Linked DNA regions of Gasterosteus aculeatus: region 1 is linked to region 2. The links are chromatin contacts, called in public Hi-C maps. All regions are on one chromosome and are shown on one strand. The core of a region is the stretch at or near the end of the contact, and the rest is flanking DNA. Distances in the headings are between cores, read along the strand shown. Region 1 overlaps sec14l1 (SEC14-like lipid binding 1). Region 2 holds the start of pecam1a (platelet and endothelial cell adhesion molecule 1a).

What was found. Hi-C and Micro-C count contacts between places; a contact is called where the count stands out from the background.
Region 1: a Hi-C map of skeletal muscle shows a contact between it and region 2, with 7 times the contacts expected there. The contact joins the enhancer-like site here to the promoter of pecam1a in region 2. A contact is called at or near these places in 2 of 6 Hi-C or Micro-C datasets (both in skeletal muscle).

The regions. Positions count from the first base shown.
Region 1 is chr11:14,558,567-14,563,570 of fGasAcu3.hap1.1, forward strand. sec14l1 (SEC14-like lipid binding 1) reads right to left here. Exons shown (of 15, transcript XM_040191153.2): 15 at 4,744-5,004. Among protein-coding and RNA genes, the nearest start is that of sec14l1, 9.5 kb to the right of the region's middle. Within about 2 kb of position 2,450, at least 1 of the 9 cell types and tissues checked has open chromatin away from gene starts, as enhancers often do.
Region 2 is chr11:14,477,639-14,483,033 of fGasAcu3.hap1.1, forward strand. pecam1a (platelet and endothelial cell adhesion molecule 1a) reads right to left here and starts at 3,771. Exons shown (of 15, transcript XM_040191581.2): 1 at 3,473-3,771; 2 at 3,350-3,373; 3 at 2,303-2,596; 4 at 1,340-1,636; 5 at 987-1,247; 6 at 582-866; 7 at 180-476; 8 at 1-105. The coding sequence starts at 3,533.

The DNA of each region.
Region 1 (5,004 bases), core at 1,200-3,699, 80 kb after region 2:
ACATATACAATAGGCGGACCTGTCACGGTCCATATTTCATCTCCGCTGCCCCCCTCCAGAATAAAGAAACGTTCACCACAGCCGCGGAACCTGTCCCTGCAGGTTATGAATGTAAAACTGACGTTTAAACCGGCTGCCACACAGAATAACGGGAGAAGGTTTGTAGCTGGAGGCAGAAGGCTGTTCGCTTAGCTTAGCTTAGCGTAAGAGATGCCCGGCTCTGAGTAGTTGCCAGGCAACCAGCTGAGGGTCCAGGCAGTTACTGTTCTAGGTCAAGAAATAAGTTCGGTGGCTGCGTACGTCCCAGTAGAGAGATGAAAATGATCTTTCTACGCTTTACTTCTCTGTGTTAAACAAACAAGATGCTAATTAGGGCTAACAATAGTAGGTGGATGTTGTTACCTTTGGGCAGAGCAACGCAGCCGAGCTATCACCTGTCGCCGGGCTAAGCTAAGCTAACCAGCTGCTAGCCGTTTACATTTACCAAGCAGATGTAACAGTAGGCAAGAAAGCGCATTCCTCTAAAACTCCAATTGCTGCTTTAACTTATGATTCAATTTTTAATAACACCGGCCGCACCTGAACCATCTCGTAGCCAAGCCGGGTCTTTAAATAGCACACGTTGAGGCCTCGCGTGGTCGTTATCGACGTGAACAGCCGCAGGGCTTCACAGCTCGAGCCAAAGGGAGTCACAGCAACGAGTGCCAGTTTGGACCAATCCGCTGATCTGCATCCGCCAACGGCTTTAATGTGCTGCAATCCGGCCCAAAATAATAATTAACTCGCTGTCGGCAGAGAATAAGCGTCCCTTAATGCTGAGAATAGTTTATTTTAATTTACACAGTGCATAGAAGCAGGTAGTTGAAGGAAGACAGAAGTCCCGGGCAGACCGAGTGGTGCGGTGCCAGCGTGCACGAGGGCAAAGGTCACATGCACGAGCAAAAGTATGGGTTATATACGACCGACGGAGCGGTGCGGTGCCAGCGTGCGCGGAGGGATCGCTCGTGGGCCCGGCTCACTGCAACCACCTCGTGATGTTGGACGGACGAGGGAGAGCAGCGGATGCCGGTGCCAAGAAACACATTTTTCAACCACAGCGTTTTGGCTGCGCTTCACCTGCTCTTGTTCTCTGCTTCGCTACATCTGTAAGAGGATCGTCTGAAACAGCGAGAGAAACCAGCCTTTCCGTCTAAAATGAAAACCTGATGTTGGAAGAAGAGAACGGGGCAGTAAATAGAGATTTGCACACACCAAGTCTGCGTCTAGAGGCAGAAATATAACCTTTTGACTCTTTAAGACAGTTATTCAAAAGGACGCGGTTATGCAAAAATGCCAAACGTTGTTTGGTTCTAGCTTCAGTTCCACAGATCTGCTTTTAATTTGATCTTTTCTTCGTGTGATCTATTAATAAGCTGATGGACGCTTAGGGAAAAAGATGCGAGTTTGAGACCTCCCCTTGTGTTTTGTGATATTTCACGGGCTAAATGACTAATTGAGACAATCATTTGCAGATTAATAATAACATTAGATGCGGCCCTTTTGTTGCAACATAAGACAAGAACGGCTGCAAATATTCACACTTTAGAAACTGGAAAAATAGGATGCTTTGCACTTTTGTGTGAAAATGAATAATAAGCATTAATTAACTAGGCCCAACTGATTAATCAGCTATTTTTTTTCAGCTCTGATGAACTGGCAAAAAGTCTGCATATGGTGGTGATGTGGTGTGGAGACGACCAGACACCACATACTCCTCTACACAGCGTGAACGGATGAAAAGGGACCAGCAGACGAGAGAGCAGCCGGTCCCCAGAGGAGCCCGGGAGCTCCACAAAACCCACATCGGCCTTGAATGTTTTCCCTGTTCGCTACCCTAAGTGGGGAGGATTTCTTTTCAGCCCCTCTGCCTGCCAAATGAGACAAAAACGCAAAGGTGAGGCCTCGGCAAAGGGATGCGAGCAAAGACGGACGCCTTAAGAGGCACCTTACCAGAGCCGGTGCTGAGCGGGACGGACCACAGGCAGGAGGAAGGTGGTGCTTGTCATTTTCACGGCAGTGTGTGTTAGTGAATTGGCCCTTTTCGTGGCAGATACGCTAAGCGCTCATTGCAGCAGGAAAACCACGGACTGCATCATCGGAGCCTCTGCTCCGTTCACCCGTCAGTCAGCCAAAGTCCACCAAACGGAAGCCAAATGGATTGCAGCCCTCGTCAACTTCATTAATTACACTCGTGGTTTCCCTTCCGTGTTAAAATATCTGCCATCACGGGGTTCGGGTTTGCAACAAATGAATTTCGTTGCTTGCTAATTGATGAACGACTTGTAACAGAGTCTGCGACGCACTAAAATAATGATCCGCGGTTAAAGTTTTGACAACACTTACCACTCTGCTGAAGAAAAGCAAACACAATCATGTTATGATTCATGGCGGTTAGTTCCGTTTCCTTGGAAACGTGTAGTTTGCACAAGACTCTAAAGAATGTCATTAATTAGCGGCTTTTTGCGCGTTCTGGGTTTCATGCCCGGATTGAATATTTGAGAACCTGAGAACGTCAGGGGGGCAAAGATACCACCAGAGATGTACAGTAGTAGCGGTCTGATAAATAAGAGATGATTTCAGTAGAGCTTCTTTGAGTTCTTTGCAAATGAGGACAATGCTCAGAAATTGGCCTAAATTGAAGCGAGATAGATTGATGGTCTCTGCAGCGGAGAAAATCAATGTTAGAAGACATGAGAGCTATGAAGCATCACAGATAAATAGATGTGACTGTACCTATTTGTAAGCGGACATATTAATCAGGCCCCGCACACTCGTAGACCTGCATCACGTCTCTTCCACGTGAGATTAGTTAAACAGACGGGTCCACGACTCGGGTGGAGGCGGCATAAAAAACACGCACTTCTTCTCCCGGTGATACAACAGGGCTCGATTCAAACGCCACTTTCAGCCACAACCAGGGACAAAGTGTCTCTTAAAATAGTCCAGTGCTCTCCTTGTGAATTAGCGGGAATGTAACAAGGAAGCAAACACAGTGAGCGGGAATATAAAATAAGATCTGAGCAAAGGCCAAACGGTTTGGTGGGATTTGATCAGCACACGATGTGTCTCAGGTGCTGTGATGTTTCTACCCACGGCCCTTTAAGAATGCTGGAATGCTGAGACTGGGTAATTATTTTGAGAAAAGCTGAAATAAAAACAACCCCCCTGAAAAAAGCAGCCCCCCTGTTGACAATCTGCACGCCCGCCTCTGGTGTTTCTGAAGGATTATTCATTACCATGTGTCTATTCCCAGGGAAGGCCGGGTGTTTATATCCGTAACAACAACTCCCAGACTATTTCAGCAGCACGTCTGCAAAGAATTAAGACATCTAGTGTCTGTTCAACATTTTAAATTGACTGCTTCTCCAAACTCCCAACACCACCAGATTGAGGCAGATTAGAGAGCGAGCGGTTTTGGGTGGGGGAGTAAATCTTTAGCTGGTTCCTTTTGGAGACAAATGTTACGTTCAAAGGACAGAAATGCTTTAAAGCCACAGAACTGAGCGTCCGCACAACAAAGCGGTTTTCTGCACGACTTGTAACACAAACGTGAGGTAAAATTCATCTCATTAAAGAGGTGCAGAATACATTTTTCATAACAGGGAGGGGGGGAGGAGCGCGGTACCCGTGCTGTCTGAGCGGATACGTGTTGGATTGAATTCATGTAATCTGCTGCTTCACTTCTAGCGCCACCACGAGGTTCATTTGAAGGAATGTCAGAACACACACACACACACACACACATTCACGATGACCTCAGTTGTAATAACTTGTAAATACAAAATATTAAAATTTCAAAGCACGATGTTTAGGCATTGGGCCACATCGCAATAACTCCAATGTGACATTTCTGCACAGACGCCACAAAGAAGTTCGGAGAAGATCAGCAGTTTCTGTTGGGTCAAGGATACATAATGTAACCATGAATCATCCAAACACCCGTCCCTCCTTCTCAAGGTTGAATCAGGTCAATCCATGAAAGCTGATGCTTTAAGTAGGATTTGATTGACTTGCCTAAAGTTACCCGTGTAATGTATCTTTTTTTTCAACCCTGTGAAAGGCAGTAAAAGAATTCAGCCTTAAATCACATCAGTGCTCAGGGAACAAGGCGTTTTAAAGTAGATTCTGTGTATCGGGGGAAAGAGGTGCTGCTATTTATCTGGATAATGTGCGTCTTGGGAGGCCATTAGAGCCAGATGGGTGACACAGTAAATAAACTTCTGGCCAAGTCACTGCGCTTCTTCATTCTAACGACCCCCGACGTCACCAGCAGGAGGCCGCGCGCCAGTTCAATCAATCCCAAAGAAAACTAAATCCACCTGACTGGTCGGGTTAAGCATCAACACCACATAAGTCTGAAAAACAACAGTACGGGGAAAAAACAACACTGGGAAATTGAATTAAGATTGAGCTGAAAGCTTCTGATAAGTTTATGGAAATTAAAGTTTTATGTAAATCAGTTGCCGGCCGGGCGCCGTGCCAGATCGCAAGGGGCCGCACTGTACTGCATTTAAAGCAGCAACCAAGAGTCCAAAAAAAAACAAAAAAAAAACTCAGGGAACATTAACAGAGATTTCACATCACCTACTCGCTCTAAACTATCGCAGTAAAGTGATTAATAACCAAGCTTTAGAAATACAACCCAACTACTGCTTCTGCAGAAAATCCAGTGCAACGCCACAAACACAATCATGTTACAATCAATTGTAATGCTTGGGATAAATTCTTTATTCAAAACAATTATCTCTCTCTCTTTCTCTTAAAAGTCCAGGCAACGTGTGGAAGTGTGAACAATGCGGATGGGAGAGCAGTGGAGTCACAGAGGACACTGACATCTGGTGGAGGATAAAAGCAGCTGCATTTGGCAGAGATACTTTGAATATTTAGAAAATGAGGTTTGTGAGGCACCGGGCTTTGCGTTCATCAATCCAGCAGATGCACAGCAAATGCTGCGGACACGCATCT
Region 2 (5,395 bases), core at 2,521-5,020:
TGGGGAGGCTGCCTCGCTGCACCGAGCAGGAGAGAGTCACGTTCTGCCCCCCGGAGACGTCTCCCGCGCCGGGGAACACCGTCAGCACCGGCACGGAGACCGGCTCTGCGCGGAGTCAAACGCACTTCAGACCGGAGGGTTCGACACGTTAACCACGTACAAACCGTCGACCAACACACCTATGATGCTCAAACGCTGCAGCCGTCGCCCCGTCACCGGCATGGAGCGCCGGTTCTCGCCGTTAGCCGCGCGGCACAGGAAGTCGCTTAAGTCTGACGTCTGGCGGATGGCCGAGGAGTTAAAGATGGCCTCCTCCCCGGGCTTGCTCACCACGATGGTCTCTGCCGGCCTCCCGGGGCTGCTCAGCGTGTAGTCGATGGGCAGGGTGCCGTTGTCGCTGCGACACAGCAGCTGGAAGCGCTTTCCCAACACCAGCGTGCCCCCCACCACACTCAGCACGGGCTCGGAAACAGGAACTGGGGATCAGATAATTAGCCGCTTAGTCATTTGCAGCGGACACAACGATGGAGATAAACAAGAGTCTGTGCACTGGGGGCTAAATGCTCGCGCGCACGACTCGCCTTTGGCTTTGACAACAAGCGCTTGGCTTTCTTTGGCCACGTCGGTGTACGATAGCGACGTAGCCTCGGCTCTGCAGGTGTAGTTGCCGTTTGTAGGGGGTTCCGCCGTAGTGTTGTACGTGCGCGCGTCGGTGAGCTTGGCGCCGTCTTTGTAGATGGAGAACCGCATGCTTTCGTTGCCGATCCGCTCAGAAGCGTAGATGGAGACGGAGCAGGTCATTTTGAGGCGATCCCCCTCGAATAAGTCTTTGGGCTGCAGAGTCAGCTGTGGCTTTGAAAACAGCTCTGGAGGAGTGAAGGAATCAAGTATTATACAGCGGATATGTGGCGTACTGTTTAATAATGAAAACAAGACGATGATGATTTGATATTAGACACTTTATGGCAAAGTTATCCAGCTCTTGCCTTTGACTGTGAGCGTTTTATTGGTTTCCTTCTGCACGTTGCCCCACTCGGCCTTGCACACCAGCGTCCCAGAGTCGCCTTCGCGAGCAGTGAACAGGTGGCTGAGGCTGACTGGGGCTTTCTTGAGGACCCTCCTGTCCTTCGTCAGGAATACTTCAATGTTCTTCGGTGGATTCACCACTTTACAGACCACCTCCATTACGTCGCCCTCGAAGACGTCCAAAAAGGGCAGCACATTCATGGTCGGGGAGATGTAGAGTGCTGCAAGACACAACTCGGGAGAGTCAATCCCACGAGCCTCTTCGAGCATTCGGACATTCCCTTGGAGACGCGCGAGCTTCTGAACTAATCACCTTTGACGATCACCGGAATCTCGTTGCTGCGGTTTGAGCGTCTGGCCCCAGAAACCAGATTGACCTCGTAGTCACAGTACAGGGTGCTGTCTCCAACGCTCCTCAGGACCAGCGTGGTCTCCGATGAGACCCCAGAGGGGGGCGGCTGCTTTATCTTCTTCGAGTCTCCGGGCAGAGACATCTGGTAAAACCTGAAGACGAGGGGTCCCTTCTCCTCCGGCGCACTGCAGGTGGCTGTGAACTCCTCGCTCTCATAGGGTGAAGTATTGCTCAAATACAGAACGGGGGTCTGCAGGCCTGAGAGCGCAAACCAAAAGGAAGTAAAGCCGTCAGTGTTTGTTCAGAGGAAATATTACACATGATTGAGCTGCCTGCGAATGAGGTGTGAAAAGTCTTCAGAGTCAGAACTTTCCCGAACCCGTTAATAGCCATTCTTTACAATTTATAAGTTAGTTATAAATTAATGCCAGCAGCTGCAATGGAATGCAAGAAAACAACAATAGATGTTTTCCCTGCATCTATGGTATGTTTGCTTGTCCTTTGTCCTTTTCAGACGTCCTCACCAAGGACGTTGTTTACGAGTTGTGGCATAACTTCTCACAAAACAACGACGCAGCCAGAATGTTTGCTGTGATTGATATTTAACTGAAGAAAGTCAGGGAATGTTTTCGTTAAACTGCAGAAGACGGAACCTCAGTCTTAAATCTGTCGTGCTGTGGAAAATAGCTGACAGTATTGTGAATTATTCATCAACTGAAAACAGCACAAAACAAACACTGGTTTTGTCCAACGGGTTTATGTTGATTTTCCGCCCCCAAATGCGCTGATACGCAGCAGAATTCCAGCAATAAAATTGCATTCTTTGACGCCGTAGTGTCCTGTCAGACATGAACAATGGCATCTGAGTAAAAACAAATGAACCCCCGGTTATGAGAAATCCACAGTGCCAACGCGCAGCTTCACCTGCCACGTGGAGCTTTCTGCCGAAGCTGGCTTTGCTCTTGTCCCGGACGGTGACTCGACACTCGTAGCTGCCGGAGTCGGCGGCCCGCGCCCGGGGCAGTTGGTACGCGATGGAGTCGTCCTCGGTGGTGGAGGAGTGGACGGGCACGTCGTCCAGCCTGAGCTGGAAGTCGTGCTGCAGGTGGGGGATGTTGTCGTGGCTGACTCTGACGCGGCAGCGCACGGTCACCGGGGTGCCGCTCTGAACCGCGCCGCTGGGGAGGATCGTGAGGTCAACGGTGTCTATGGTGTACGCTGTAGGGCGGCACACGTCGCACAAAACAAACACACACATGCACATACAGACATGCGTGAGAGATGAACAGCAAAACCAACAGCAGGGGACGGAGCGAGCGCCACAATGCACCAGTCAGGGTGTGTTGGCGCTGCCCGGGCCTCCAGTCTGAGGGAGGTGCTGGAGGAAGGAAAAGGCTTCAACAAACGGCATCTGAACCCCCTGCAACCCCCACGGGGAGGGGGGGGGGGCGGGGGAGGTGTGTTGATTTATGCGGTGAAAAGAACTATGGAAACTGAAGCAGAACGTAAAGTCTTCTGTTGGTTCGAACCATCGCTCACACCCACCATAAGGGTTTCGCTCCACACTCCCGGAACATTTTGAAGGTGGATAATAATAAAGAGGATGTGGTACTTTGTAGTCGTTGGAAAGCCCGGTGCATCTCATTCGGGCGCTAAAGGTCGCGTTTGTGTGCACAAAAAAAACAAAACCCACAGGCATTTGCATCCAAACACAAGCTATTTCAAAGCTATTCAAAATTTGGCAGGTTTATTCAAACCGAGTTGACAGATCACCTCAGAGTCGTCTGTGCACCTAAAAATATCTTCAATGAATCTCACTGAAGACTTTCAGATATCAAGGAGGCCAGGAGAGCGCGATGCGATGCCCAACTCGCAGAAAATAAACCGCGCGAGGTAAAAATAGCTTTCTTAATCTGAGACGCGACACTACATTCGTTCCCATCGAGTCGCACACAGCGCGGTTGTACTCACACGGCTGTCCTCGGCCACCCTGCCCTGCGTTTGGAGGGGAAAAGACAAACAAAAGTCAGAGTCTGGAGACTGGGTTCGACTGAAGGAACGTCCTCGAACCCTGGCGGCGCGGCGGCTCCTTACAGCAGTGCAGCAGGCAGGTGAGGAGCAGCAGCAGCGGCAGGCTGGGGGGTCCGGACTCCATCCTGAGTGACGGAGGTTCGCTGCTGTGAGGCTTCTAATGCAGCTCCAGGGCCCACGAGACGGAGGCCGGACGGGCAGCCACAAGGATCAGGGAGGGCCGCAGGAAGGGAGAGGTGGAGTGTGAGGAGGACAAACCGGCATTTCGGCATTAGTGTGTGTGTGTGTGTGTGTGTGAGGGGGGGGGGGCTTGTGTTACCACACACTCTCCTTGTGCTGCTTGAGGGACCAGGAAATGACTCTTACTTCCTCAGGAATCTAGCGTTTAACGTCTCTCGATTCGTGTGCGTCAAAGGGAAATTCAAGACTGATGCCCCCCCCGGTTTGGATGTTTCCCACTCAATTAAACAGATTGATTTAGATGACAAGCATGAAAGATTGTTGTTTTATGTATCCAGAGAACAGCAGTCCAAACACAAGGGGCATTCTGCAGGAACCTAAAGGCTCCACTCTGACCTCTTACCGCAGGTGTCTTCCTCTTGAGTCGCGGTCGCATCTCTAATTAGACATATCAGATATTCAGTGTTTTCAAAACACCATCTACCGCCTTGCACCCCACACTCATTCATCTCGTTCGATGCTGCGTAAATCATTTATAGGGCACAAACTCACATTTTTAGTAACTGCAGGGCGGGTACAGTTCATCTGTACGTGTGTTTGCGCAATTTGGGGTGAAATTCACAACGTTTGGGAAAGTCCGGTTAATTTTGGCTACAGCTTGAGATACTTGAGAGACCTGAGAAGACGTGGATTTATCTCATAATCACTATCGTAATCGTGGTGAATATCTTTCATCGTCCAATTACAAGCCTCAGGCTGATTTTAGGACGCCGCTCAATAAAGTAGATTTCCCACCATATTACATGCATTATGCACAATATCAACATCACAGACCGCGATGGGAATATGAGCTTTTGTTGTCACAGAAGCACACAGATTTTAATACTGCAAATGCGGTTGCATTTGTATATAAATTGCAGATGTAAGTATGCAACTCTGTGCAGCATCCTGCAGTTCTTAACCGTGACCACTAAGAGCTGCTGAAGACCAACAGGACAAAGATTTGCTCATGTCTGGAGCCTGATCCCAGTCGCTTTCAGTTATGCTACATTCTACAAACAAAATGCATCTTTAGGGTGTGCAGAAGTACATCTGTATCTCCACAGAGCTGCTGCAGATGTGACCTTGATGGGAGACAGCCGTGTTATTCCCACACAAACTGTCCTTTCCGACTTGTGCTGTAATCACGGCATGAACGCGACCAGTCAGCCTCCGCACAGAGATGCTCCGGCTTGTGCTTGTTCCACACACACACACACACACACACATCGGTCCGTCCTGCTGTTGATCAGAGTTCACTCAGCTTTCTATTAAACCTTTTAAAAACACAGTGAGGATATGCACTCGGGCACCCTTCGAAAATGTTCGAAAAGCACTGCTCGGTTTAGGTTGGATATTCATTCAAAGTGAGCCAACAGGCTAGCAGACAGGTATTAGGTATTCTATTCTAGGTATAGTTCTGTGTACACATTACTTTGACGAACTTCTCTTACATTTGCTTAATATTATAAATAAACCCAGTTTCCCTGAAGGCTGGTTTGGAGGTTGTGAGCGCTGCACAGTGGTACTGATGTGATAACTTGACACTGTAATCTACAATCATTTTGTCTTCTTGACATATCAGCTTTATTTCTCCCCCTTCAGTAATGCAGCCCACTTCTTCCACTGACTCATTTCGCTGAGCGATATTCCACTCACGCTTTTACTGTACTTTCATGACTGTAACGAGAGTGTTGCATTGAAGAGGGAGATTGATGGAGGCCACGGTGGTGCCGTTGACACCGTCGGTTCTCGTTGGGTGCGGGG